5 separate regions of the Mus musculus genome follow, and regions 1, 2, 3 and 4 are each linked to region 5. Evidence: chromatin contacts called from public HiCAR-type, HiChIP or PLAC-seq and Micro-C data. All regions are on one chromosome and are shown on one strand. The core of a region is the stretch at or near the end of the contact, and the rest is flanking DNA. Distances in the headings are between cores, read along the strand shown. Region 1 holds the start of Sgsh (N-sulfoglucosamine sulfohydrolase (sulfamidase)). Region 2 holds the start of Nptx1 (neuronal pentraxin 1). Region 3 holds the start of Slc16a3 (solute carrier family 16 (monocarboxylic acid transporters), member 3). Region 4 holds the start of Pcyt2 (phosphate cytidylyltransferase 2, ethanolamine). Region 5 holds the start of Cep131 (centrosomal protein 131).

What was found. Hi-C and Micro-C count contacts between places; a contact is called where the count stands out from the background. HiCAR-type assays count read pairs that join an accessible place to other places. HiChIP or PLAC-seq counts read pairs in DNA pulled down with a chosen protein or histone mark.
Region 1: a contact with region 5 is called in a HiCAR-type map of astrocytes, with 4 times the contacts expected there. The contact joins the promoter of Sgsh here to the promoter of Cep131 in region 5. A contact is called at or near these places in 5 of 115 datasets of contacts at active chromatin or transcription factors (astrocytes, bone marrow-derived macrophages, memory CD8 T cells and 2 more) and 2 of 9 other capture datasets (embryonic stem cells and pancreatic islet).
Region 2: a contact with region 5 is called in a Micro-C map of embryonic stem cells, with 3 times the contacts expected there. The contact joins the promoter of Nptx1 here to the promoter of Cep131 in region 5. A contact is called at or near these places in 3 of 39 promoter capture datasets (hematopoietic stem and progenitor cells, stem cell-derived epiblast-like cells and trophoblast stem cells), 1 of 484 Hi-C or Micro-C datasets (embryonic stem cells), 3 of 115 datasets of contacts at active chromatin or transcription factors (bone marrow-derived macrophages, large pre-B cells and pancreatic cancer cells) and 2 of 9 other capture datasets (embryonic stem cells and macrophages).
Region 3: a contact with region 5 is called in an HNF4G HiChIP or PLAC-seq map of pancreatic cancer cells. The contact joins the promoter of Slc16a3 here to the promoter of Cep131 in region 5. A contact is called at or near these places in 2 of 39 promoter capture datasets (liver and pre-B cells) and 1 of 115 datasets of contacts at active chromatin or transcription factors (pancreatic cancer cells).
Region 4: an HNF4G HiChIP or PLAC-seq map of pancreatic cancer cells shows a contact between it and region 5. The contact joins the promoter of Pcyt2 here to the promoter of Cep131 in region 5. A contact is called at or near these places in 1 of 484 Hi-C or Micro-C datasets (CD4 T cells), 1 of 115 datasets of contacts at active chromatin or transcription factors (pancreatic cancer cells) and 1 of 9 other capture datasets (adipose tissue).

Annotation. Positions count from the first base shown.
Region 1 is chr11:119,353,489-119,358,724 of GRCm38.p6, reverse strand. Sgsh (N-sulfoglucosamine sulfohydrolase (sulfamidase)) reads left to right here and starts at 3,215. Exons shown (of 8, transcript NM_018822.3): 1 at 3,215-3,328. The coding sequence starts at 3,241. It overlaps Slc26a11 (solute carrier family 26, member 11), which reads right to left and starts at 3,168. Exons shown (of 17, transcript NM_178743.3): 1 at 3,090-3,168; 2 at 1,692-1,917; 3 at 555-747. The coding sequence starts at 1,874.
Region 2 is chr11:119,546,155-119,551,300 of GRCm38.p6, reverse strand. It overlaps Nptx1 (neuronal pentraxin 1), which reads left to right and starts at 3,481. Exons shown (of 5, transcript NM_008730.2): 1 at 3,481-4,155; 2 at 4,442-4,649. The coding sequence starts at 3,712. It overlaps Gm11762 (predicted gene 11762), which reads right to left and starts at 2,671. Exons shown (of 4, transcript NR_045099.1): 1 at 1,539-2,671.
Region 3 is chr11:120,945,391-120,951,136 of GRCm38.p6, reverse strand. Slc16a3 (solute carrier family 16 (monocarboxylic acid transporters), member 3) reads right to left here and starts at 2,070. Exons shown (of 6, transcript NM_001038653.1): 1 at 1,987-2,070.
Region 4 is chr11:120,614,770-120,620,072 of GRCm38.p6, reverse strand. Pcyt2 (phosphate cytidylyltransferase 2, ethanolamine) reads left to right here and starts at 2,128. Exons shown (of 14, transcript NM_024229.3): 1 at 2,128-2,309; 2 at 4,136-4,224; 3 at 4,621-4,782. The coding sequence starts at 2,221. It overlaps Sirt7 (sirtuin 7), which reads left to right. Exons shown (of 10, transcript NM_153056.3): 10 at 1,024-1,702. The coding sequence ends at 1,225.
Region 5 is chr11:120,084,246-120,089,813 of GRCm38.p6, reverse strand. It overlaps Cep131 (centrosomal protein 131), which reads left to right and starts at 2,987. Exons shown (of 26, transcript NM_009734.3): 1 at 2,987-3,162.

The DNA.
Region 1 (5,236 bases), core at 1,966-4,465, 730 kb after region 5:
CTTGGTGATAATGGACTGAACTTATGAATCTGTAAGTCAACCCCAATTAAATATCCTTTATAAGACTTGCCGTGGTCATGGTCTGTCTGTCTGTCTGTCTGTCTGTCTGTCTCTCTCTCTCTCTCTCTCTCCTCTCTCTCTCTCTTGGTTTTTTCAAGACAGGGTTTCTCTGTGTAGCCCTGGCTGTCCTGGAACTCACTCTGTAAAGCAGGCTAGCCTCGAACTCAGAAATCCACCTGCCTCTACCTCCCAAGTGCTGGGATTAAAGACATGCGCTACCACCGCCCGCCCAGCAGTCATGGTGTCTCTTCACAGCAGTTAAAAACCTAACAGAGACACCATCTTTCCAATTCCACATTCTAGGCATTTTTGGATGGTAGGAAGGTCTAGGCTCTGGGGCTCCAACACTTCTGTCTCCTGTTCAGAATACAGTAAAGATGGAGGCTGCCCGACCCCTGTTTACAGAGAAGCACAGAAAAGCAACCTGGGAGGACCTGGTACCCCAGGAGAAGCAGCCCGAAGCTACTCCCCACAGCAGGAAAGCAGAGTCTTACCCAAATGCAGGAGCCCCATGGCCAGCTGGATACACCCAGACAGGAAGGCAAGCAGCACAGCATAGGCAGGCTCACGGAAGGTGTAGAAGGACACCAGGAGAGACATGATAGCCGTGGGGCCCAGAGTCACATCCCGGGAGGTGCCCAGGAAGAAATACACGAAGCATCCCATGAAGGCAGAGTAGAGGCCGTACTGTTGGGAAAAGACCACAGTGAACACCGGGAGACCCAAGCTGGTCGCTGTGCATTGCTGTCTCTGTGGTCCACCCTGCACGTGGGCACCCCAGCACACACCAGAGGATGCACCTCTCTCCCTCCATTAACTACCAAAGGAAGGGCTTGGGGGCCTGTCTGATGAAGCTCAGAGGTCTGTGTGTTGATATTTGTGAGTCTAAGGAAGTGTTTATTATTTTACATTTTATGTGCCTGGGTACTCTGCCTGCAATTACGTATGTGTACCGCGTGAGTGGAGGTGACCTCAGAGGCCCACATTAGATCCTCTGTAGCTGGAGTTAAAACTGCTTGTTATGAGCTGCACCATCTGAGTGTCTGGAACTGAACCCCGGGTCCTCTGCAAGAGCAGCAAATATTCAAATGTTCTTAACTGCAGGGCCATGTCTCTATCCTAAGCAACTTTTTTTTTTTTTTTGAGACAGGGTTTCTCTGTGTAGCCTTGGCTGTCCTGGAACTCACACTGTAGACCAGGCTGGCCTTGAACTCAGAAATCCGCCTGCCTCTGCCACCCAAGTGCTGGGACCTAAGCAATCTTTTAAGACCTGTTGTCTTGTGATTGAGTCTCGCTATGGAGCCCTGTGATAAGCTGGTCTTGAACTCTCAATGTTCCTGCCTCAGCTTCCCAAGTGCTGGAATCTCTAGGCACAAGCCACCAGTGCCTGGTTGTTCGTAAGGCCACCATGAAGCATGATGTGGTCCCCAGTTGGAAAATCTAGGACCGCTTGGCACCAAAAATAAGTCACATGAAAAGAGATTAGACGCCAAGGGGCCGTCTGGGTCGGACACATGGAAGTGTTGGATTCCATGGTCGGTGTTTCAAACTGTGGACAGACACTGAGGAGTAGGAAGGGATCTATCTGGCTGTGGAGAGGGGACAGCTAGCAGAGGGGTCAGTCACTTCACCTGGGGTGGGAGTCCAGCCACTTCTGCATAGGCCAGGGCCTGGGGAATGACGGTGAGTCCCACGGAAAGTCCAGCGATGAAGTCCAGCCTCAGCCACTGCAGAGAGTAGTCAGGCACCCAGGCCAGGACGGGTAGCCTCCTCCTCAGGGCCGTAGCAGAGCAGCAGCATGTGTCTGGTGCCATGTGCAGGCTGGGGGATCTGGTCTGACCCAGACCTTTCACAGAGCTGGGCATGGGTGACATGGAGCAGTGATCAGGGGCTGAGCTTGGGAGAAGGTGGCGTTATCTTCCCAAGGGCGTCAGGAGCATAGCCTGCCTTTTGTGGCAGGGAGGCTGAGCCAGGTGGCTAAGTTTACCAAACCACCATGATCTGGGAAAGGAAGCCAGCAAAATGTGCACATGGGCCTGCACCAAGGATTCAGGGAGGCCTCAGCCTCTCTTTCCCATCTCTGGGCCATAGCCCCTGATCCCAAGCTCTGGTGTCTCTCCACTGTCAACCCCTACCAACCCCCCCTCCCCGCCCCCCGCAAACTAGCTCTTGAGGGGATGCCTAAAGACGACATTTTCACCCCGAAGAACCTGCTCCTTTCTTTTACCCCCTCCCCGGGGAACCTGACTATCCCAGCCCAGAAGAAGCAGGTCCTGCAGGCTCAGGCTTCCTCTGGCCGGCAGAGTGTGTAGGTAGGCAGCCAGGAGGCCCTGAGGAGCCAAGATTTACACCTCACCAAGTGTACACCTCACCACCGCAGAGGGCCACCAAGGTGTTAGGTAGGACTCCACCCACCACTAAGGGCTGCAGTTGGGGGAAAGGGGGTGGGAGTATGTGACATCCCTGAAGTCAAGATTTACCCAGCACCCACTTGTGGCATTCATAGCCCAAGGGTGGGAGGGCTGAAGATTCTACTTTGTTTTCCAAAGACTAACTGAAGCTCTCAAATTAATTCTAGGTACGTAGCATCCGCTAAGATCCTGGCGAACAGACACACACACACACACACACACACACACACACACACACACACACACACACACACACACGTGTCCCAGCCCATAGCTGACTCCTCATTACTGGTCCACACGCCCCAGCCCTGGAAATGACACTCTGGACAAAATCCACTCCTCCCCACCCCCACGCCGCCGCTAGCGCGGGATCCCGGGATCGCGGGGTGGGGTATGGGGGGGGGGGGTTGGGAAACGGAGGCTGAGGTCCCAGTGGGGAACACAAACAAGTCTGAGAACCTGGAGTAAGGCGGCCCGGACTCTAATGGTTTGCGGTAGGGAGGGTTCCCGGAGTAGGGCTCACCCGAGGACTCAGCGCTGGCCCCACAGCTCCTGGTGACCCCAGCCCACACCGCCACACACTCCCTCTCTCCATCACAAGGACCCAGATTCACCCACCGGACGCTGAGACTCAGGGTCTTCCGAAGTGGCGGTAGCTGAGTCCGCAGGAATCTCAGAAACAGAGTGGGCAGGACATGGGCGGGGCCTGCCGTGCACGTGACCGTGGGGAGCGGACGAGCCGGAACCGCTTACCCTGACCGGCGCCGCCATGCACTGCCCGGGACTGGCCTGCTGCACAATTCTGTTGGTCCTGGGACTCTGCGGCGCGCACTCGCGCAACGTGCTACTGATAGTTGGTGAGTGCCGCCGTCCCTGGCACGGCCACCTGCTGCTGCTCCCAGAAGCGGCCACTGGGCTCTTCCCCGCCACTGGCCCATGCTGACCCCGGCGCGCCAATTCCTTGCCGAGCCTCCTGTTGCAGGTCTCTTCCTGGTGACTCTAAATGCGTCTGGCCCTCCCGCTTCTGCCATCCCCAAGCTGGCCAGCATTCCCACATCTGTAGTCAAAGCTGCCAAGGAGACCCGGTGGACCCCGGCTACTCATGCAGACCTCTGATAAGGTTCCAGAAATGAGAATAGCCTGAGTCCCCGAGTTTTTGCAGGATGCCCTGGTCAGTTCTCTTAGCTCCTGGCCCAAAAGTACAGTACTCCAATGCCCACGCAAACCACCAAGTTCCTCCTGCATTCATGAGACTTCCTGTTTGGGTGATCAGTGCCTGGCTTGTGACAGCCCAGGCCTTCTGAGGTCTGGCTCTGGGCCAGGCCCACTCTTCTGATAAACTTTGTGGTATCTGGGCAAGCCAGTTGGTTAATTGTAACATAAACAGTGCTGTCTTTGCAGCACTACCCCCAATCTCTCCAAGGATAGTCTCGAAGATCGGCCTAGGGTGTATATCCACCGGATAGGATTGGCGCTGGAATCCTCTGGAGCCAGTTCGTGTGGCTCTGGAACTTCGGTCCTGTCTCAGCTTGGACAGCCATCACAACAAAACCTGGCAGTCTCAGGGCTAGAGAGGTGGCTCAGTGGTTAGGAGAAGTGGCTGCTCTTCCAGAGGACACAGGTTCAATACTCAGAACCCACATGGCGGCTCACAGGGATCTGTAACTGTTGTATATGTACATGCAGGGAAAATACGGACAAAGCAGAAAATAGAGTCACACTCACGCATGCACACATGCACGCCACACTACAGGCCAGGTTTTTAACAAACCAATGTAAGTCTAACAATTTCATTATATGGAGAGACTGGGTTCAGAGAGCCGGCTCCTCCCTCTGTTTCTGGGGAGGCCTTCCTGGATTGTTGATGACACCTGTCTCATTTCCAAACCTGACAGAGAAATGCCACAGTCCTGTTCGATTGGACCCCACCCTCACTTAACTGTTGAAGACTGGATTCAGATAATGACAGCAGGAATTTTAGGACTGAATGATCAGGGTCAGAGGCAAGAGCTGAGACCTCTGTGTGCAAGCAGCATGGCTTCCTGGCATGCAACAGAAGGCACACGTAACACAACCACTCCTGCCTGTCCTCCCATCTGTCCTCCTGGCTGTCCTCTTGCCTGTTCTCCCATCTGTCCTCCCTCCTGTCCTCCATCCTGTCCTTCTGCCTGTCTTCCTCCCTGTCCTTCTGTCTGTCTACCTCCCTGTCCTCCCATCTATTCTCCTGGCTGTCCTCTTGCTTGTCCTACTGCCTGTCCTCCCACCTATCCTCCCGTCTGTCCTCCCGCCTGTTCTTCTGTCTGTCCTTCCGCCTGTTCTCCTGTCTGTCCTCCTGCCCATCTTCCTCCCTGTCCTTCTGCCTGTCTTCCTCCCTGTCCTCCCACCTGTCCTCCTGCCTGTCCTCTTGTCTGTCCTCTGTCCTGTCCTCCTGCCTATCTTCCTCCCTGTCCCTCTGTCCTCCCGCCTGTCCTCCTGCCTGTCTTCCTCCCTGAACTCCTGGCTTTCCTCTTGTCTGTTCTCCCATGTGTCCTCTGTCCAGCCCTCCTACCTGTCTTCCTCCCTGTCCTCCCACCTCTCCTCCCGCCTGTCCTCCTGCCTGTCTTCCTCCTTGTCGTTCTGTCTGTCTTCCTCCCTGTCCTGCCATCTGTCCTCCTGCCTGTCCTCCCGCCAGTCCTCCCACTGGCTCAGCTGTCATTGGTTCTTGTCCGAGTGGTCCAGCGGGGTGGAGGATGGTGGCTGGACTGGAGGCTGGGTATCCATCTTTG
Region 2 (5,146 bases), core at 2,232-4,731, 540 kb after region 5:
CCCCTGAAAGGGTTTGTTGGCACGTGGCCAAGTTGCCCTGTGTCCCAATGGCTAATGAGACTCTGTACTTCTCTCCTTGGGAAGGGACTGAAAGGCTTCCCTCTACCCACTCCCAGGTTCCCCTTGCAGGGCTGGCTTTACTAAAGCACAAAGTGCTTCATGCTAGAGGGTCTCAGAAGCAAGGGTGTGGGGAGGCTGGTGCCCCTGTCAGAGGAAAGGCTGTGGGGAGGCTGGCGCCCGTCTGGCACTGTTTCAGACCCACCTGTCACCTACACATGTCAGCCTCCAGGAAGCTCTGTGCATATGGGGCTGGTCCTGATGGTAATGCCAGATGCCTGCCCTGCTCATAACCATGGCTCTGCTGCAGGGTGGGGCTTGGGTGTACCCGTGTGAGCTCCCACTCTCCAGTGGGTAAAGGCCCTGATGGGCATTGCTGTCCTCAGAGTACTGTGTGACTTCCCTGTGTAGTCTTCCTGAGAACACCCACCCTTTCCACTCTGGCACCAAATATCAGCTTGCAAACAGAATTTACCTCGTACTCACAGGCCTACACCGTGCGAGGACTGCTCCCTCCCCCAGTGTTATGCTGAACCCGGGCCAGCTGACTGTTCAGTCTTCAGCAAGTCTGGTTAACAAAGCCATCATCCAGGCTTAAATTATATAAAATTATAATGAAATAATTATAATAAAAACTAAGTATTCTAAACGCATCATTTCCTCAGTATTTTAGACATCTCTGTTCTGCAGGTATCAATGGGATTTGCATGGGTGTGGTGAAAATGCACTACAGCTCTGTGTGAGACCAAGGCTTCCCAGGCTTAGGTGCTGTGCTGTGTCCACAGACTGAGTATTTACCCCACTCTTCCGCTCAACTTCAGGCTCTGCGATGTGGTGCCCATGTCAGGCACAGAGACATGCCTGCAGTCATATAAGTAGCCAGTGGAGCACCCACCTACCAACTTCCTGGGTTTCCCCTCTGATGGCTTTTCTTTGCCCCAGACCCTCTGGGCTACCAGTCAAAACAATGAGAAGCAGAGCCAACTTTATAATGACCAGGGTAGACTCTCCCTACCTAGGATCCTGAGAACCCTCTGGAATGGATTTAAAGAGGGTAGAGGCCTCTTCCAGTGTGTTTGCTCACATGGGCTGGGCAGTTTAGCAATGGTGGTCGAATGGACTGTATCCTTGACTGTCTTCCCTGCTCCCTGCTCCCTGCTCCCTGCTCCCTGCTCCCTGCTCCCTGCTCCCTGCTCCCTGCTCCCTGCTCCCTGCTCCCTGCTCCCTGCTCCCTGCACCCTGCTCCCTGCTCCAGGCTACACAGATCCCAAAGGTCTTGCCACCTCTGGACCTGAGCGCAGGACCCTTTCTTCCCTTTGAGCCCCGCCCCCTCCCATCATCCTCCGTCAAAAGGTGAGGCACCATCAGCGCCCACATGTGACAGTACCAAAGTCACCTAGGTCTTCTGGATGATAAAAATCGGACCCTTGGGCCGCTCCTGGGGCTCAAGATACACTAAGCGCCCAGCTCCCTCTACACACCTGCGGGGGAAGGGACAGGCTGGTCTCCTGCGCCCACGCACTCTGAGCGGGGATAGCCTCGCCGCAGGGCCAGGCCAGGAACTGCTTCGCGTTAGACGCGTGGGGGGAGGCGCCGCCGGGGCCGAAGCGCTAGGTCTGCGCGGGGTCCCCGCATCCGTCCGCGCTAGGTTGGGAGTTGGGGGCAGACGTCGCCCAGCAGCGCAGCGCCCCGGGTTGGGGGGTAATTCCTAGTTCTGCCGGTGTACGTCCCACGCAGAACGGCGGGAGGCTAGTTCTGAGACCCCAGCGGAACCTAGGGGGCACCCAGATGCGAGACGCTGCGTTCCTGCGTTCTGTACCTGACGGTGGACCCGCCGGAGCGGGAGCCCCGCACTCCCTCTCTGCACCACAGCCGCGTCCTGACTGCGGGGTCCCTCTGGCGCCCGGAAGCGGCGGCCCAGCGACGCTCCTGTCGTGTAGGGGCCACGGCAGCTCGCAGCACGGACTCGGGATGGTTAAATGCCGAGAAGAGAAACACAGGCAGTGGGGCGCCCCTGGGGCTCGGGGCTGGGAGGAGGCGTCGGAGAAGACCTGGATAGTGGCTTCCCTGCCAATCTGGCTTCTACCTTCACCACCGGTGATGCCCACCGGAGAGTGGCATCCTCTGTCCGAAGGCTGCCAGTGGGTCCCGGACTGGCGCCTCACAGTCCGGACCTAGTCTGGTCCATCGCAGACCCGTAAAAGGAGTGAGGCAACCGAATGCTTGACTGGAAGGTCTATGGGGCGAACCCAGCCAGCCTGTAGTTGGGCTTTTCCAGTCATTTAAAACCCGATGTGGGTTCTCCCCGCCTTCGTTTTCTTTTCAACATAATTGGATCTTGGGCGAGTTCCCAGGTCCGATTCTGACTCCGACGTGGGGCTGCAGCCCAGACCCTTGTCCAGAGTCCCCAGAGGCATTGAAACCTGGACTGGAATCCCAGCCGGCAGTGCTGCTATCCAGAAAAAAAGGAGGTATGGGTGTGCAGGTGGCTGGGTAAGGTGTCTGTAGGAAAAGGGTAAAGAGGTGCGAACCCCTGTAGATGCGAAGTCGCTGCCCACCTCTGAAACCCCTCCTCCAAAGTCCAGGGGCGCGAGGAATGGGCTAGACGGGGTTTCAAGTGGACCGGTAAACCCAACGCTCACATACACCTACAAAGGGACACACAGACACGCCCAGAGCGGTAAGGGAAGAAGCTCCCCCAGGGGCCCCTTTTGAGTGGCCAGCCAGCTTCTGGGGCGCCACCTGCCTGGAACTAGGCTGGCTTGGATGGCAGGAAGGGTTTGATCCACAGATCCGAGAAGGCCTTAGCCCTGACGAGTGCATAGTGCGGGCTCTCGTTTCCGGGGGCGGGGGACATTATTAGGTCTACAATCCTCAGGAGTTGGAAGAAGGGGAATACAGTAGGGCGGGGAGCCAGGGCGTGGGGGATCCCCAGACTCAGAGTGCTCCGTGGCTTTCAGCCACAAATGTCCATGAATCATTGTTCGGCCTCGCGACCCCTTTTCTGGACCTCAGCGAGCTGAACGCAGGGGACACCGACGTTGACTATTTAGGAAGAAGAGGGCTGCGAGCGCATGGAGCCCGAACCACACGGGCGCTTAGTGTGGAGCAAGCGAACCGAGCTTGTCTTGTGGCCATTCTTCTTTTCCGAGCCCCGTTGGAGATTAGGGGTATTGGGCAGGTGCCCCACCATCTAATCCAGGCCCACGGCCGATCTCCTTCTTGGCCCTGTATTCTGGTAGTCTTCGGGGAAGCGGCGCGGGCCCAGGCGGGGGCGTGCGTGCGGAGGCGGTGGGAGGGGGCGGTGGCGGATCCGGGAGGGACGAGATGGGGAGGGCCGAGGTAGCTCCAGCCGCGCTCCCGTGCGACCCCCGCGGCGCCGCGGGGCCGGTCCGCACACAATTAAAGCGGGATTCCTCCCCCGCTGACGTCGGCGGCGCCGAGGCCCCTCCCGCGGCTGCATAAAAGGCGCGGGCTCCGCAGCGCAGGCGGCAGTGGGGGCCGAGGAGCGCGGCCGAGAAGACTGTGCGGCGTAGAAGCGCGGTGCTAGAGCGCGGGCCGCCTGCGGAGCGACTGCCCCAGCCAGCCCGATCCCGGTCTCAGCCCGATCCCCACCGGAGCCGAGCGGCCCCGGTGCTCCAAGTGTCCGGAGCCATGCTGGCCGGCCGCGCCGCACGCACCTGTGCGCTGCTCGCCCTCTGCCTCCTGGGCAGTGGGGCCCAAGATTTCGGGCCGACCCGCTTCATCTGCACTTCGGTGCCGGTGGATGCAGACATGTGTGCCGCGTCCGTGGCTGCGGGCGGCGCGGAGGAGCTTCGGAGCAACGTGCTGCAGCTCCGCGAGACCGTGCTGCAGCAGAAGGAGACCATCCTCAGCCAGAAGGAGACCATCAGGGAGCTGACCACCAAGCTTGGCCGCTGCGAGAGCCAGAGCACCCTGGACTCGGGTCCCGGCGAGGCCAGGTCGGGAGGCGGCCGCAAGCAGCCTGGCTCGGGCAAGAACACGATGGGCGACCTGTCCCGGACGCCGGCCGCGGAGACGCTCAGCCAACTCGGGCAAACTTTGCAATCTCTCAAAACCCGACTGGAGAACCTCGAGGTCCGCGTGAGCTGCGGTTTCCCCTCCGTGTTATGCGCCCTTCTGCCCTCGCCCACCCCATCCCGACCCGGTCCGGCACCCCCGTCCCCCCTTCCTTGCCTCTTCGGCGCGCTGATGCCTGACCGGCGCCTCTCGAACCCTGCGGGGCACCGAGGGCTGCCACTCGCTGGAGCTTCCCTCCAGGCCACCCCCGCAATCGCCCCAGGGACCGCGTCGCGGGCCTTCGCGCACGGTCCGGGCTGCACGCCTAACGGTGTGGTTTTCCCCTGCCCTTATGCCCCCGCAGCAGTACAGCCGCCTCAATTCTTCCAGCCAAACCAACAGCCTCAAGGATCTGCTGCAGAGCAAGATCGATGACCTGGAGCGGCAGGTGCTGTCTCGGGTGAACACTCTGGAGGAGGGGAAAGGGGGCCCCAAGAACGACACAGAGGAAAGGGCCAAGATCGAGAGCGCCTTGACCTCCCTACACCAACGGATCAGCGAGCTGGAGAAAGGTAAGGGCTCAGGGGAACGTGCTGCATGCTCTCCAGAGACAGCCTGCCTGGGTCCTGCTCCCTGCCCTGGCCTCTTGTCCCGGCCCCACTCTGTAATCCCTCCCCAGTTAGGGCTTCCTGCCCAGTTCCTAGGCTGGAGATACCTCTCCAGGGACGCAGCAGAGCTTAAGAAGGGATTGTACAGTACAGTCAGGACACTCGCAGGATTTTTTTTAAGTCTGATTTGTTTAATCTCCAGCAACTTTGCACAGTAGCTGTTTGTGGCCCAAGCCTTCCTTAGTAATGAAAGCCTTGCTTTCAGCTGGAATCTGTCACCAACAAAGATCTGGACACTAGCCTTCTGGGGCCATTGGGTATCTTTTCTGCCAATTGCCCAGTAGCCCTGGTGTCCTTTCAGGGTTTAGGGGTCCCTCTCTCTACCTTGAGCCCTCTCAATCGGTTTTTTTTTTTCCAGTGACCCATCTTGCATGCAGCTGCATTTGCCCTGGTCATGAACT
Region 3 (5,746 bases), core at 821-3,320, 860 kb before region 5:
TGGGGGTGGGGCTTGGATCAGAGGGCGGCAACCGACTGGAGATAGTGGTCCAGCCGACCTGGGCGGGGTTCAATGGGTCGGGTTAGGGAAGGAAGCTCCGCCCAAGCGGACTCGGGACGTGGGGGACGTGACCGCGCCAAGGGAGGAGCCGCTGCCGTATTGCCTGGAGTAGGCGGTCCTCTGCTTCTACCGTACTTGCAGCTCACGGCGCCAAATGCCCTGAGAGACCTAAGACTCACCCGTAGATTAGCTTGCAAGGCGGGCCAGTTCATTCTGCCCTTCACGAAGGCGAGCGAGGGCGCGCGACTGAACCTCTGGGATGCTGAGATGGGCTAGTTCATTATCCATCTACCCCCTCATGGCCCATTCCACTGATGGGAACAACGGCCAGAAGTCTGCTCTTGCCGCTAGGGCGGTCTCCATTCCTAACCTGCCCCTGAGCCAGTGCTCAGTGCCAGCTGGACCAAGGCCTGGTCCAGAGGTCTCTAATTGCTTAGCATCACCATCCAGAAAGTCCCGCATGGGGCCCAAAGGTGTCTGCTTCTGGGCCTCCCCAGCCCTCCCCTTTCTGACCAGTTCACTGGAGGATTAGAGTCCTAAAGTCCCGGAACACCGGCATACTGTGGGGTCCCACGCACTGGCCCCTTCAACATTACTTCTTGATGGTTCTAAGGCCTACTGTGCTTTCTCCTCGCTGCCCCTCGAAATTTAGGCATCCAAGCAGTGAGATCGTTTTTACGGGGAGCAAGCCCTGCCCAAGGTCACTGGTGATGTGGCCAAGTCCATCTTGGAACCAAACCACTGGTTATTCAAAGTCCTTGCCAAGAAGGGGCCACATGTATCTCGGTAGTGTCCTCAGTGCCCCTTAAGGGGTAGACTCATCCTTTGCACAGCATCCTAGCTGTGCACTAGTCACTGCTCATCCTGAGTGAGTCCACACACTTTTAGGACTGTCCTCGTTCCTCAACACGGACGGACCCAGCACCCACGGGACACCAGCCAACTTTGGGCCTGTACAATGATGCCGGGAGCCCTCGGGGATAACCTGCTCCCAACAGAAGAACTTTGGGAAAGCTAATGAGCCTGTGTTATGGGGAGAACCTTGCCGTTACGCTCAGACCAACCTGTTGTCCTGAAAGGGTTCCTGTCGGCCTGGGCCCTGCTGCCCTCTCCTTGCTTGTCACCCAGATTCCAAGCACTATCAGCTGTCCAGAGTTAACAGTTTCTTGAGCCTGTCTGTTGACTGGACCAGCATCCAGGCAGGCGCCTAGTCAACCCACTTGTCAGGTAAGAAAACAGACCGTGCCTGGTTTTCCTATCGGATGAGAATAGAGCAAACAGAGCCCACTCCGGAGGAAAACCCCACTTTCATGTGCCTAGTTTGGGTTAATAGTGGTGGCTGGGTAAGAGTTGATGAGTTTAAGATGGTAGAAAAGGTGGATGTAAAGAGATGAAAGAGACCCGAGGGCATACCTCCCCCAACGTGGCACCATTCCGAAGCGCACGTGTCCCTCTCTCTCACTGGGCGGCCTGCTGACGCCCGCTGGAGATTCGGGGTTCCAAGGAGGCTGTAGCATTCCCACCAAATATAGCCCAGGTTCCCCGGCCGTCCGGCCACGCTCCAACCCTCTTGGGCCGAGCTATTTATACTCTGGACGTTTGGTCGCCCAGGGCAGCTGCCCTCCTGGACGAAGCCCAGCCCCCGAGGGCTACCGGATGGATAGATAGGCGTCTACGAGGGCAGGGAAGCAGGATGCAAGCGCGCAACTGGCTGTTCATGGCCCTTTGGTGGAGCCGCAGTGGTGAGAAGGTTCTCCAAGTCAAGAAAGAATGGGGCTGGAGAACCAGGAGGAGAGAGGGTCAGGGGCCGGGAGCTCCAGGTCTGGATCCCCCGCCTGATGATCGAAGGCCCCAAACCTTGGGCGACTGGAGGCGGGGGGAGGGTCCCAGCCTCGCTCCGCGCGCCAAGCATCTCGCCGCGCCTACCTGTTACCGCCAGCCGCTGTATCTGCCTCTGTCCGCCTTGGCTGCCCGGCGCCGCGCCGGGGGCGACTTTAAGTGCTCTCATCCGTCGCGCGGCACGTCCCCCGCGCACGTCACCGCTGCCTGGCGCCGCCCCTGCCCTCCCCACCCGGACCCCGCGCCGCTGCCGGAGGGGGCGCCCTGGCCGCTGTTCCCCGACGGCGCGGACAATGCCATCTCCACTTAACAGGGAGACCAGGCTGGCACTCGCTCTATAGGCGCCCGGGGCCCGGGCCCCACCCAACGCAGACCTTCTCACTGTTCTCTTCCGCGCCCTTGGGCCGTGACTACCCACCTCTGCTTCCCATTCTACCCTCCATTTATCCCCTCCCAAGACTGTGGGCTCCTTCCATGATTCCTGCAAGAGAGTGGCAATGTCCTCGCTATCTCCGAGACTGGGACCTTTTGCCCTCCAGACCCTGGCCTTCTGGCCTGCGCCTTCTGCCGGGTGGCACACGCCCCCACCACACCTCATGCACACAGGGCTCCTGCCGCCTGCCTACTTCGGACTTTCGCCCCATCCAAACCACCATACCTTGCTCGTGCCTCAGCCTGGGCTATTGTGTGGCTGTGGCAGCTGTCTTCCCTAGTTAGGAAGACTCAGGCACCTTGGACTGACCGGGGATCTTGGGCAAGGCTGTCAACCTCCCTGAACTTCCGTTTTCCCCTGTGGTCGGGGCCCTGCAACAAAGTCAGATACAGGCACTGACACAGCCCTGCTCTGTCGCCCCTCAACTCCTATAGAAGTGATTTTTATGGGGGGATTTCTGCTCCACTCTAGCCTGTATAGCTCCCTGGGGGGCGGGGGGGGGGGCAAAGAAACCTGGTGTTTTTATTAACAAGCTGTAAGTTTAAACCGGGCAGGTTCTGAGATTGCTATAACATCCTAACTATAGACGCCACATTACTTGCCAACTGAGTCTTGCTGTGTTTGCTCTGCCCCATGAGTGTCCTCAGCGATTTTCTCTCGGCCACGTGCTCATGGTCCATCCTCCCAGACCATCCTGCCTCAAGGCAGGCCTCTTCCTTCCCCTGCCTTTTTCCTTTTCCTGGTACCTACTGGAGATACCCCTACTCATCTCAAGTTCCACCTTCCTCTCTTTCCTGCCCAGTCACAGGCTTTAGCCTTTTACTATCCAATCAGAAGTTATTGGGGAGCATTCTCCACAGCACATTGGTCAATACGCTGCCCATGTCCAGACTGCAACCTGATCTTGGGGCACAGAACTCTTGGGGCATCTGAATACACAGAGCACAAGAGCAATCCTAACACTCCCAGCCCAGTGTGGGAGATGAGGACAGGACAGCAGCTTTGCATGCTGCTCTACAAATGCTGACTTCCCGGAAAGGAACAGGATTGGGAGAGAGTAGAGCCATTCTGAGCTGGGAGAGTTCTTTCCAGTCCTCCGAGGGGTGCAAGGGGTGCCGATTCAAACCCATGCCACACAATGGAAATGACCAATGACCGGGCAGTTTGGGTGAGGAGATGAGGAGGCATCTCGGAGTATGGCCTTTGGTGGACAGGGCCCAAGACACTTACCCTAGGGTACCCAGTCCATCTCACTTCTAATGTGGCTCCTAAATGACCCCAGGTCCCCCGAAACTAGGAAATTTTGATAATAACTCAACATTAGACAAAGATCTTAACACAGCCAGAATGGGAAAGGGTGACCTCCGAGTCCAGAAGGTCACAGCTGCCCATTCTTTTGACCATGATAGCAGTGGTGAAGAGGTTGGGCACCATGTGCCTTAGCTGTGGCTCCCATAGTCCACCATCCTGAGTCCTTACCTACGAAGATGCCCAGCCTGGTAAGGCCAGATGCTCTATCACGTGTTTACTCTCCAATGGCCCTCCATGAAGAGTCATTCAGACTCCACCCATGCCTAGGGCCTGACTATTATTCAAAAGGTGCTTCAGAAACAACACATGTGAGGACCCCATAGCCTACAAGTGGCACTGTGGGGGGGGGGGGGCTTCGATCCTTAGGGATGGAGACCTGTGACAGGTAGCTGACAAACTTCAGCCTCAGCCACTGGGTATGTCACAAATACCCAGACCCTTCCCACAGATGCTGGGGCATAGCCAGGTGTACTGGCCACCCCTACCCTGCCTTCAGACCAAATAACACGGCGCTCCCAACAGGGAAACAGAAGCCAAGCCAGTGCTTCCAGGGTCTCAGAGCCTCCTCCTGTCTCCCAAAGGTTAGGAGCAGCACCATCAATAACCATGTTTCTGCAGACTCGGCGACCTAGTTTCCCTAGAGGACCCAATAGTCCTTTTTCTGAGTTAGAAGCATTCAGTACCTAGAGGCAAAGAATAAATTCCGTAGTACAGCCGCTACAGCTCTGTGGCTCACGTAGCAATGATGTGGGAGCTCTCTTCAGACCTGGATCTAGTGTCCAGATGACCCACTATGGCCCTGTACCAGCCCAGGATGTCCCCTTCTAAAGGGAAGGTACTTGGGAAGATGTAGCTACTATCCCTGGTGAGGTGACAGTTACCTAGAAACTGCCTGGTGATCCAGTCAGATCTGGCCCCACCCTCTAAACTCCACGTCCCTCCAGGCAGCCTACTCTTCTCACCTCTTTCCACTCCAGTCTACAGTTTCAAGTCCCATCAGGCCCTGGAATGTGCTCCGAGGCAACTCAGTGGCCCAAACCCTGGGGGACGTGGACTTTCCCAAGATTCCTGACCCTAGGAACCATGGGATGTGAAGGATCTATCACCAGTCTTAAGCAATCATCCAGTCTTCCGGATGGCCTCCTGGCTCCTCCTCTGTCTCCAAAATGATCTTAGAAATAAGGAGAGAATTATCTGAAGGTGTCCTGTCAGCTACCCCAAGGTGGGTGGAAGGTCAAACCTCCTCTCTGGTCAGGAAGATTCTGTAGAGCCAAATGGACGCCACATTGGCGGCCCATGGGGTTTCTTCACGATCAACCTGATTACAGATCATCACTATGCCTGGACAAGCCTGCATGAACCACCCAGCACCAGTTGCTACCCCATGATGGACTGGGGCCAAGACAAGCTGGGTCAGGTAAAGAAAGCCAAGTCACTGGGACAAACATTCCGTCCCGAGCACAGCTTCCACCCCCCCCACCCCCCCCAGGTCTGCAGCTGCCTGTCTCTTACTCCTGCTGCCTGGGTGATCTCTGTCCAGGGGATCTAGGACACACTATTGAAATCTTTACTCCACACCTAGAGCACTTTTCTCCAGGTGCCTGCAGGTATAGTGGGATACAGCCTTCCCTGGCCCACTCCTAAGGTTGCTAACACCTCCCAACATGCCATTAAGTTATGAATTAATTCATTCCTAGAGTCCATTTCTAATGATCCACAAACCTCCCAAAAGTCCTGTCTCTGAACAAGGCCACACTGAGTCACCAAGTTAGAGCATACAAGCCACAACAGGATCTCAGATGGCCCCATGTCCCCAAGGCTCCACAGGGCCTGGAGGGTCAGCTTTAGCATAGCTGTCCACAGAAGATCTCGACAGCAAGAAGGGAGAAGGAATACCAGGAGCAGAGGAAGCAGCTGGGTGTAGACCATTTAAGGCAGTCAAGTGTCTGTATGAACAGGACATGCCCCACAACTGAGCAGATCATCCAGTAGAGAGCAAGATGCAGACTTGAGCAGGGTGGGGCTTTGTCTTCCTGTTAGGATTGCTTGTATACAAAGGGGTGTGGTAGCACACACAGCAATCCGAGAATCCAGGTGTTGAGT
Region 4 (5,303 bases), core at 879-3,378, 530 kb before region 5:
ACTGGCTGAGGCAAGGCTCCACCACACGTGCACACTCTTCCCCCCTGACTGGTACGGTGCCCAGAATCTCTGAGGGGGATCTGCCAGTGTGCTCTACAGGATGCTCCCACAGATGGTGTGCAGCCTGGGTGGACAGCCGAGAGGGGTGAGAACTGCAGCTCTGGTCAGACACAATCTCTGTCCTTGGTGTGGGGATATTTGGGGAAAACTGAAGCAAATTGCCTTGATACAGAATTGTGATAATTTAGACTTGGTGTGTATATTGAGTGAAAAGTTTACACTTTCTTTCTCTGTGAATTTTCAGGGTCTTATAGGGGAAATCAATAACTTCTTTTAATCAAAGGGTTCAAGAAATTAAGGATCCCTTCACCTCTGGGCCTGGCAATTCTTGTATGTTATGTTTGTGGTGTTCTGTGACGTGGGCCTCTCCTGTGCCACATTGTTGATGTTGTTATTGGTTGTTGTTGTTGTTTTTTTTTTTTTTAACATTAACTTAGCTCATTTTTTAATCAGTGCTTACTTTTATCTTACGTTTATAATATGTGGTTCTACATTTCAATCAGACACATGATTTCTTCATGGTGTAGTCTGTAGGCCACACCTCCCCAGTCAACCGGCCTCTTCCCGCCCCCATCCCTGTCACGCAGTCTGGGAAAGGGAAAAGGGTCTGGTCCATCTGCCCCTATCCATACAAGTGAGAGACGGGGCCCAGAGTTGCTAGCAAGTTATCCTTGGAGGTGAGGCCATCCTGTGGCTAGCACTACCCCTTCCTATGTGTGCAGCTCCCACCAACAGTGGGTGAGACAGAAGAGGCTGTCGAGCGAGGGCTGCTGCTGCCCTGAAGACTTTCCCCTGCAGCTTGGTGTCCCCTGCAGCTTGGTGTCACTGACGCTGCTTCCAGCCAAAGCCCAGATTAAGACATAGGTGGGATGGCAGGTGGCCTCAGACAGCTTTCCTGTGCCTGGGAGGGTTGCGATTCGAGGGGTTTTCAGACCTGCCTGATGCTGCTTTTCTTTCTGTTAGGTGGCAGGATCCAATCTTCTCCTTGGCGACCCCCCTCCGTGCTGGTGAAGAAGGCAGCCACAGTAGGAAGTCACTATGCAGAAGCAGAGAAGAAGCCCCACCTGGGGACCAGAGTGACCCCCTTGCCTCAGCTCCCCCTATCCTAGGAGGCTGGTTTGGCAGGGGTTGTGCCAAGCGTGCAAAAAGGAAGAAAGTGGCATAGCCCGGAGTTGACAAAGAACAGTTGGCACTTTGCAGATGGCTTGACCCTTGTTCAGGGGCTCCGCCCGTGTCGCCGTGAAGGCGAGAGTGCCCCCTCCGGCTCTAGTGGGTGCCGGCTTCGCGGTGACGGTCGTCTTTAGCCATTTGTCCTTGTGGAAAGGCTCTCTTGCACTGCTGTGACTGCCCCGCTATGGGCTTGATCTTCAAGGACACCTCCCTCCTGTTCACCCCTGTACAAAGGTGGCAGCAAGGCCTCTGTGAGAAGAGCTCCGGCCCTTCCCAGGCCTGGCCAGCAGGAGAGTCCACCACTGCCTTACCTCACTCTCCAGGCTAGTCTCAGGGCCTCCCTCTTTCTACTCCTTATCACGTACAAGTGTTCACTTTATAGAAGCCTTTTTCTGTATTGGGTATGCGGCACAGGGAGAATCTAACTAAGCCTCCAGTCTGAGCAAGTCTTATTAAACATCTCTCAATTGCTTTGGTGTCCCGATGACTGTCACACGCACCACCGAGGTGCCTGCATCTGAGGGCCTGCATCGAGGCGCTTTTGAAGAACCCAGCCCCTGAAAATGCTTTTGGTTGGTTGGTTTTTTTGAAACAGGGTTTCCGTGTGTAGCCCTGGCTGTCCTGGAACTCATGAGATCCTCCTGCCTCTGCCTCCCAAGTGCTGGGATTAAAGGGGTCGCCACCACTGCCCGGCTCCTAAGAATGCTTAAGGCACGGGGTGAGCTGCACGCACAGTTGTGGTGCTAACCTGCCCCGTTCGTCTGTGGAGAAGTCAAATGCCAAAGCCCGGGCACCTGCAACACAGACCATTGGCCGCTCGATCTGGGCGGAGGGGGGTGTGGCCCGGCTGGGGGCGGGGCCCTGGTTGGCGCACGCCATTGGCTGCGCCAAGCGGGTGAGATCCGCGTGAGCACGCGCAAGCGTCGAGGGCGGGGCGACGGTACTGTGTGTCGCGGGAGCCGCCAGGATTTGCGGGGGGCCTCCGGTGCCATGATCCGGAACGGGCACGGGGCTGCCAGCGCTGCTGGGCTGAAGGGTCCGGGAGATCAGCGCATCGTGCGGGTGTGGTGCGATGGCTGGTGAGTGGGGCGACGAGGGGAGGGCGGTCACCTGGGCGTCACGCACCGGCCGTTGGCGGAACCGGAGTCTTCCGAGGCCGCACGAGGCAACCTGGCCTCCGGTCACTTAGGAGTGTAGCGTACAGACACGGGTGCATCAGACGGTGCGCTCCCCGAAAACCGGAAATGCGGCTGTCTGTTCGCCTTGGGCATTTACCCAAATTACCTGGGCTGGAAGGCTGTGAGCTTCTCTGGCAAATCAGCCCGTGACGTCTCCAAGAAAGTCCTGGAGCTGTCAACAAGCCGAAGAGATAAGATGTTGGCCTTTCTATAACTTACCATCTTCAGCCCTTCGTCGTGCCTACCCCTGGTGGATGAGAGGCATTCGGAATGGTCACCAGGGCTCCTCAGGGCATTCATGGCGGAATAGGCTAGACTTTGTGCGTTTCTTGTTTGTCTTTGGTTGGTTGCTGAGGATGGGAACCATAGCCTTGTGTGCTATATATGTACAGGCAAGTGCTCCATCACTGAATTACAACTTCAGTCCCCTTCTGTTCTTTTGCACCTGAGTCACCAGCTTTGACTTCGTGTCAGTGGACTATGACCTTGGCCCCACCATGGTGCCACAAGCCCAGATGCAGACTCTGACCTTTGATCTAGCCCTGCCTGTCTAGTGGGCACAAGGGCTGTCCTGGAATTTGCCCGTTATCATGTCCCACCTCCCACCCCGTGCACTGTGGTGTTGACATGATGATAGCCCACTAGGGCTCTAGAGGAAGCAGAGCAGAACCTATGGCCCAGCACTGGCCCATGGCAAAGAATACAGGTGGTCCCAGGGATATCCCACTGGGATATCCTCAGTGTCCAGCATATTGCTGGCTTCTGCATAGCTTGACCTTGACAAAGTACTTGTGGCCAGACCTAGATTTGAGGATAAAAGCAGGTGACAGGCACTTGTTCTCTCAGAGAGCTAAGCCAGCCCTGGGGGTGGGGAACTGTCCACTTGTGTCAGGGTGGAAGTATCTGCTCCCAATGCAGGACTGATCTCTTGTTTCCAAGCTTGAGTGTGGCTTGTTGATCCAGGGGGACTATTCTTGTTTAGGGTGCAGGAGGTTCCATATTCAAATCCTAGATAATCTCTTGTATCTTGCGGGCTGGGAGTGTAGCTAGCTCAGCTGGTATTATGCTGGCCCAGCATGCACAAGGTCCTACATTTGTTTTGTAGCACCCAACAGTTGGCTTTGGGTGGGAATCTCAGCAGATGGAGTCAGAAGGGTTGAGAGCTGAAAGTCGCCGGGCGTGGTGGTATACACCTTTAATCCCAGAATTTGGGAGGCAGAGGCAGGCAGATTTCTGAGTTCAAGGTCAGCCTGGTTTACAAAGTAAGTTCCAGGACAGAAAAAAAAGGGTCAAGAGTTGAAGGTCGTCCTAGGTTTTATAGTGAGTTTGAGGCCAGCCTGGGCTACATGAGACCTTATTGTCTTAAAAAAAAAAAAAGAAAAAAAGAAAAAAAGAAAAAGAACTGAAGCAGCTTGAAATGCCTGCCCATAGCAGGAGGCACCAACAGGGCAAAGGCAGTCTAAGACATGGGAAATGGTTAAGCATCTGCCAGTGAACAGCTGTCTTGGGAGTTCACCAGCCAGGCCTTGTACCTGAATTTGCCACTCTTGCTAGACCTGGCACCCAGTCCTGCCCTAGGTCCAGTACTTAGGGTATGGACAACTGAGAACCGACTTCTCTGCTGTAAGCCCAACACCGGGATCTGGGCTAGGAGCCCTGGTGGGGGCCTCTCAGGGAGCCGTGCTGCATCCCACACAAGACCCTCAGTCTCCTGTCTGTCCTCACAGCTATGACATGGTGCATTATGGCCACTCCAACCAGCTACGGCAGGCACGGGCCATGGGGGACTACCTCATCGTGGGTGTGCATACGGATGGTAAGGTGGGGCCCGATGTGCCGGACAGTCCAATGGATTAAGCCTACAGGGCATGGGGTGGGGCAGAGGGGCGGGCAGAATGGTTCCAGCTTCCTTCCCCAGAGCACAGTGGTGACTCAGGGAGCTTAGAGAGTAACATAGCCTGGTACCAGCTATAGAGAGCTGTGGCAACACAGGACAGCTGTATTGTCTGCCCCTACCCCGGTTCTTGAAACAGAAGAGACTGAACCCTCTTCTTAGTTATCCAGCAGATGCCCCCGAGCACACGCCCTGGCCAGAGGACAATGCTGTTGGCACGGGGTCCTGCCTTGTGGGCATACCATTTGCACACTGCAGCCTTGCGACCCAGACTCCTGGACATCACTTACCTTGTCTTGTCCTTTTCTCTGTCCCTAGAGGAGATTGCCAAGCATAAGGGGCCCCCGGTGTTTACCCAGGAGGAGAGGTACAAGATGGTACAGGCCATCAAGTGGGTGGATGAGGTGGTGCCCGCTGCTCCCTACGTCACCACCCTGGAGACACTGGACAAGCACAACTGTGACTTCTGTGTTCACGGCAGTGAGTGGGCAGGGTCTGAGGTGGGGGCTGGGCAGTCAGCCCTGCTGACCTAGTCACAGAGACAGTGGGCTTTTCATCTTGGCTCATCCTATGCACATGCAAGGAAGCTCTGGGACCATCCCCAGAGCAGTGGCAAAGGGAAAGGGGCCCCTGGGGGCTCTCAGTTAAAAATCCCTGTTTATGCAGGAGAGATGGCTCAGCAGTTAAGAGCACTGATGTTCTTCCAGAGGTCCTGAGTTCAATTCCTAGCAACCACATGGTGGCTCACAACCATCTGTAATGGGGCTCCGATGCCTTCTTCTGGTATATCTGAAGACAGCAATGGTGTACCCACATACATGAAATAAATGAATTAAAAAAATCTAAAAAAAAAAAAAAAATTTGCCGGGCGTGGTAGCGCATGGCACTCAGGAGGCAGAGGCAGGCGGATTTCTGAGTTCAAGGACAGCCTGGTCTACAAAGTGAGTTCCAGGACAGCCAGGGCTACACAGAGAAACCCTGTCTCAAAAAACCAAAAAAAA
Region 5 (5,568 bases), core at 1,738-4,237:
TTTTCCCTGGTAACTGTTGGTGATGTCTGGGGTGGGGGGTGGCACTTAGAACCCCTCCTCTCCTGCCATGCCCAGAGGTCAGGGTTCACCACAGCTGTGCTAGCCAAGGCTGGTATCGTCGGGGTCTACACAAGTGGTGGTCAGCGACAGCGTCCACATCTCGTAGGTAGAACCTCACAAGCCTAGGTTCCTGAGCCACGCCCTTGGTCGGGGGCGTTTTCTTTATCTGCAGTAGTTCAGTGAGGAGGTAGTAGCCGTCAATGGTGTTGGAGCTAGCAATGTGTAAAAAACTGAAAACATCTTGGCCCATACCTCACACTTCACACAAAAATTTAAAGTGAACCATAACCTAAGAATCAGAAACACCTGATGGTGGTATGCCCCTTTAATCCCAGCACTCAGGAGGCAGAGGTGGCTCGCCATGAAGCTGAAGCCAGCCTTGTCTACATAGGGAGCTCTAGGCCGTCCAGGTCTACATACTAAGACCCTGTGTTGGGGAAGAAACCTTATTAAAGGGAAAAGGCTTTAATGTCATAGTTAAGGGAATGGAAAGTCGAGCCAAACACTGAGAGACTTTTCAGGTGACGTCTCTCGCAGACTCACGTGAAAACCTCGCTGAGAACACAGGATCGATGGCATAGCTAGGCTGGTGAAGGCATTTTTACCACACAGTCTGACAACCAGAGTACAATCCCTGGGACCCACATGGTAGAAAAAGAAAACTGATTCATGAAGGTTATCCTTACCTCTACATGTTTGCTGTGGCGTGAGTGTACACACACACACACACACACGCACACACCCAAAGTTTAAAGCTCAAAACTAGAAAATCACCCAAATTACAGAGTGGGTAAATGATCTGACAGACATGAAGGGAGACGAATGCAGGGATGGCAGATGAGCCGTGTGATGTGCAAACCACTCACCTGGCCAGGAGAACAGCTAGCGAAGGGGCAGCTTTGGGTTACAAGAGTCCAGCTTGGGTGCTGGGGAGATGGCTCAGCTGTTAAGAACACTGGCTGTTCTCCCAGAGGTCCTGAGTTCAATTCCCAGCAACTACATGGTAGCTCATCTGTAATGGGATTGATGCCCTCTTTTGGTGTGTCTGAAGACAGCTACAGTGTATTCACACACACACCCCAACCATTCACCTATTAACGTCACTGAGAGAACAGGACCCAAACACTCCAAGAGCGGAAGGAACAGACACCAACTGGGACATTGTCTGGACAGTAACTAGAAAACATTCTGGCAGTTTCTTAAATAGCACTGATTTCTGCCCTAAGAATTTGCAGAAGATGGGAAAACCTGGGCTTACACAAAAGCCAGCAAGTGAGTGTCTACAGCTGCTTCCATCGTGTGAACTCTCGCTTGGAATAGTTGCTTCCTGGGGCATTCTAAGAGTCAGGTGACATGTTGGCTAGGACAGCAGAATGAATCCTCCAGCTTTGGGGTGGTTGGGGTGGGGATTTAGGAAGACACTCTGTGCCATCTTGTCTCTGACTTTCCTCAAGAGACAAAACAAAGGGTCCCAGCCAGCTGGTGCCTGAAGCAGCTGGGATTAAACAAGGAATGGCTCTGTAGGGTGTGGCGGAAGGGTGACTAAGTCTGAATGGGTGTTTACCCGACACCAAAGGATGTGAATTTTGATATGTATAAACCAAATCTTTCTCTTAATTTTAAAAAAGAAGCCACCGTGAGCGCATGCCTTTAATCCCAGCACTTGGGAGGCAGAGGCAGGTGGATCTCTTGAGTTCAAGGCCAGCCTGGTATACAGAGTGAGTTCCAGGACAGCCAAAGCTGCACAGAGAAACCCTGTCTCGAAAAAACAAAACAAAACAAAACACAAAACAAACAAACAAAAAAGGAAGCCACCATCAGTGTTTAAAAGCACCTACTATGCTGAGTGGTGGTGGTACACACCTTTAATCCCAGCACTTGGGAGGCAGAGGCAGGTGGATCTGTGAGTTCAAGACCAACCTGGTCTACAGAGGGAGTTCCAGGACAACCAAGGCTACATAGAAAACCCTGTCTCAAAAAAAAAAAAAAAACCAAAAAAACAAACAAACAAAAAAAAGCACTTGTATAGGACCGGGTTTTAGTTCCCAGCACCCACATGGCATCCTACAACCATCCATAACTCCAGTTTCAGGAGATCCAGCACCCTCAACATGATGCAGAAACTTACACATAATAAATCTTAGAAAGAAAAGATGAAAGCCAGGTGTGGCGGCACTTTGCCCGTAATTCCAGATTTAGGAGGGGAAAAAAGCAAAGGATCAGGAATTCCACGTCATTCTCAGCTATATAGTGTGTTCGAGGACAGCCTGGGCTACGTGGTATATGAGATGCTTTCTTAGTGCAAAAGTGGCTGAGGTTCAATGGCAGAGTCCTTATTTAGCACATGCAAGGCCCTGGACCACCATCCTAACTTACCACACACACACACACACACACACACACACACACACACACACACACGCACGCACGCACACACGCACTCACACGCACGCACACGCGCTTGTTCATAAGATTAATATGCGGATAATTTTTAAAGCATTTGAGTTTATAACATTGTTATTTAATGTAACTTCTGTTGGAGAGGCCATCTGAGCTTGTGGGTCCCGAGCCCTTTGGCAGACAGGAAAGACCACATCTATACACTTGGAGACTCCGACAGTGTCTTTGAAAGCAGTTAGGAAAGATTGGGGATAGGAGGCATCATTGCGCGGTCCTGCCAAGGCACCGGAGAGGCCCAGGGCTGCGCGGGGGCCTCAGAGGGTGCCGGGACCCGCAGGCTCCGCCTCCTTAAAGCCCCGCCCCTCTGCCTGCCCCACTCCACTTTGGCTTTCGGCAGCTCCTCCCACTCCGGGACTTACAGGACAGCCTAACGGCCCAATGAACTACCCGAAGATCAGGGCGGGCGTCCGGAGAGCCAATCCCTGAGCGGCGCGCGCTGCAAAGGCGGGCCGGCGTGACGGACAGCGGAGGAGGCACCAGGCTGGTTGCTAGCCGCCGCCGCCGCCGCTCGCCCCTGCGGACAGCGTTTTATTGTCACCCACGGCGGAGGCCGCGCCAGCCCCGTGGGGCCCCGGGTGGCTCTGCAGCCGCGCCCGCCAGGCCGAGCCCACGGGCCCTGCGCCCCAGGCTAGGTCCGCGCAGGTGAGGGGCGTCTCGCGGTGAAGGGTCGGGCCCTGCAGCGAGGTCGGCCTGTGCCCAGTACCCCCAGCCCCGGAAGGTCGCCGTGGGCTCCATTCGGGCGGCCCGGAACCCCTGCCTTAAACCTCAAGAGACCTAGGGGATGCGGGTCGCCCGCGGAGGAGCACAGCAGTGCGCTGCTCAAGGGCTCTGCCTCTGCGAGTCAGCTGGCCCCCGAGGGAGCAGGCTCCTGCCCCTCCGGCTCCTGCGGGAGGCGCGGTTTTGTCCAGGGTGAGGCTGGCCTCCCCAGCCTCCGGCCATCTGGCTTATAGATTTCCATGGAGAGGCTATGTTTACCGCCCAGAACCTCACTGGCTGCACGTGGTGCTGGGAAAGCTATGTCCACCAGACTTAGGAGCTTAGGATCCACCAAGGTGTAGCCAGTGCCAAGAAGGGCAAGGTATTAGGTTTCACCTACACAACCAGAAATGTGTAACGGGGACACTGGCCGGACTGATGGCAAAGCAGCCTCAGAGTAGGGACACTGCCCCCTACTACACACATCTGGATGTCAGTACCAAGGCAGCTTGACTTTGGACCATGGTGAGTGTATGCTCCTGGCTCCCTGACTCTGAAAGGGGATTGTAATCACTTAGCAGTTGTCCCATGTCCCATCTCCCAGGTCTCAGGACCTCAGTGCCCTCCACACATCAGGACCTAAGACTGTGTGGTCCCTGTCCTCTCAAGGGAGTCCTAGAGAAAGCAAAACAGTTGGTAGAAGAAAAGCTGATGGTGCTGTGGAGGCAGGGGGATTGCAGATGCAGTGGTGTGCTAGGATGCACTGCCAAGATTTGAGGAACAGCAGGGAGGGAGGCAGGCTTAGTTAATGCACAATGAAGTGCTTATAGAAAACAGGGTCAGAGCTGGACTTCTCAGGTACTCAGATTTACTCTGCCATCCTGAGAAGCCATTTCCCCTGTGGGTATAACCTGAGCTGAGAGCAGTGTGGAAGTATTGGGTGATGTGAGCACGGGCCCTGGCCGGATAGCCTGCTGTACTTGTGCAAAGCTCAGGGATGGAGAGGGTGTATAAAGGAGAGAGTCTGGGGCAGAGTTCAGGGCGTCTTGGGCTTTCAGGGATGAGAAGAGCCAGTGGGAGACTGCAAGAGAGAGCACCCTGCAAGGGAGGTATCAGGGTGCCTCTGAAACAAGAGAACAGCTGCCAGGTCCCCGGAGTTCATGGATGCTCTGTGGTGACGCAGGGACTTGGGAGTCCACATCCTACTAGGGTAGCTTGAAGCTGTTGCAGGATCTCCAGGATCCAACCTCAAAGCCACATGTACCTCAGGATAGCCCAGGAAGATGCACTTTTTTTTTAATGTAGAGAATGTCCTAGGGCTGGGGTGAATGGCAGAGCCAGGCTCACAGCCACCACTGCCTGCTGCTAGCACCCTCTGGGATCGCTGACCCCCAGCTACTCACAGCTCACCATTTAGAGCCCAGCGTAGGGTTTAGAACAATCTTGTCTTCTCGTGCTCCTGGCAGAGCTCCTCCATCCCCAGTGGTGGCTTCTGAGAGTTTTGGTGGCAGGTAGACCCACACGTCCAGAGTGAGTGGAGATTGTGAGTGCAAGGGGTGAGATTCCTCCATGGTATCTTGTCTCCCCCACCTCGTTCTCCCACTTCCCTTCCTCTACCAACTCCTCTTCCTTTTTTTTTTTTTTTTTTTGGTTTTTTTCTTGAGACAGGGTTTCTCTGTATGGCCCTGGCTGTCCTGGAACTCACTTGGTAGACCAGGCTGGCCTTGAACTCAGAAATCTGCCTGCCTCTGCCTCCCAAGTGCTGGGATTAAAGGCGTGCGCCACCACCGCCCGGCTCTTTGTTTCTTGAGACAGGGTTTCTCTATGTAGCCCTGGCTGTCCTAGAACTCCCTCTGTAGACCAGGATGGCCTCAGAACTCAAGAGATCTGCCTGCCTCTGCCTCCCAAGTGCTGGGATTAAAAGTGAGCCAGTACTGCCCATGAGAAGGGCCGGGGGGGAGGGGTGGCTGCCCACAGCCCAGGGCCTGTCCCTCTGTCGCTATTGAATACTTGGATACAGTTCAAGAAGAGTAAAAGGCACAAATAAGCCAGGTGTTTTTGCACATCTTTAATGCCAGCACTCCGGAGACAGAGAGGTAGGTAGATCTCTGTGAGTTTTGAGCCAGCCTGGTCTATAGAGTGAGTTCCAGACAGGATAGCCAGGTCTGTACAATGAAACCCTAAAACCCTGTCTTGAAAAAAAAAATATATATATATATATATATATTTAAATCTATGTGTGTATATGTCTGTATACCAACAGAGGCCAAAAGAGAGTGTCAGATCCCCTGGAGCTGGAGTTACAGGCAGTTGTGGGCCACTGCTATGGGTACTAGGAACCAAGTCCTGTCC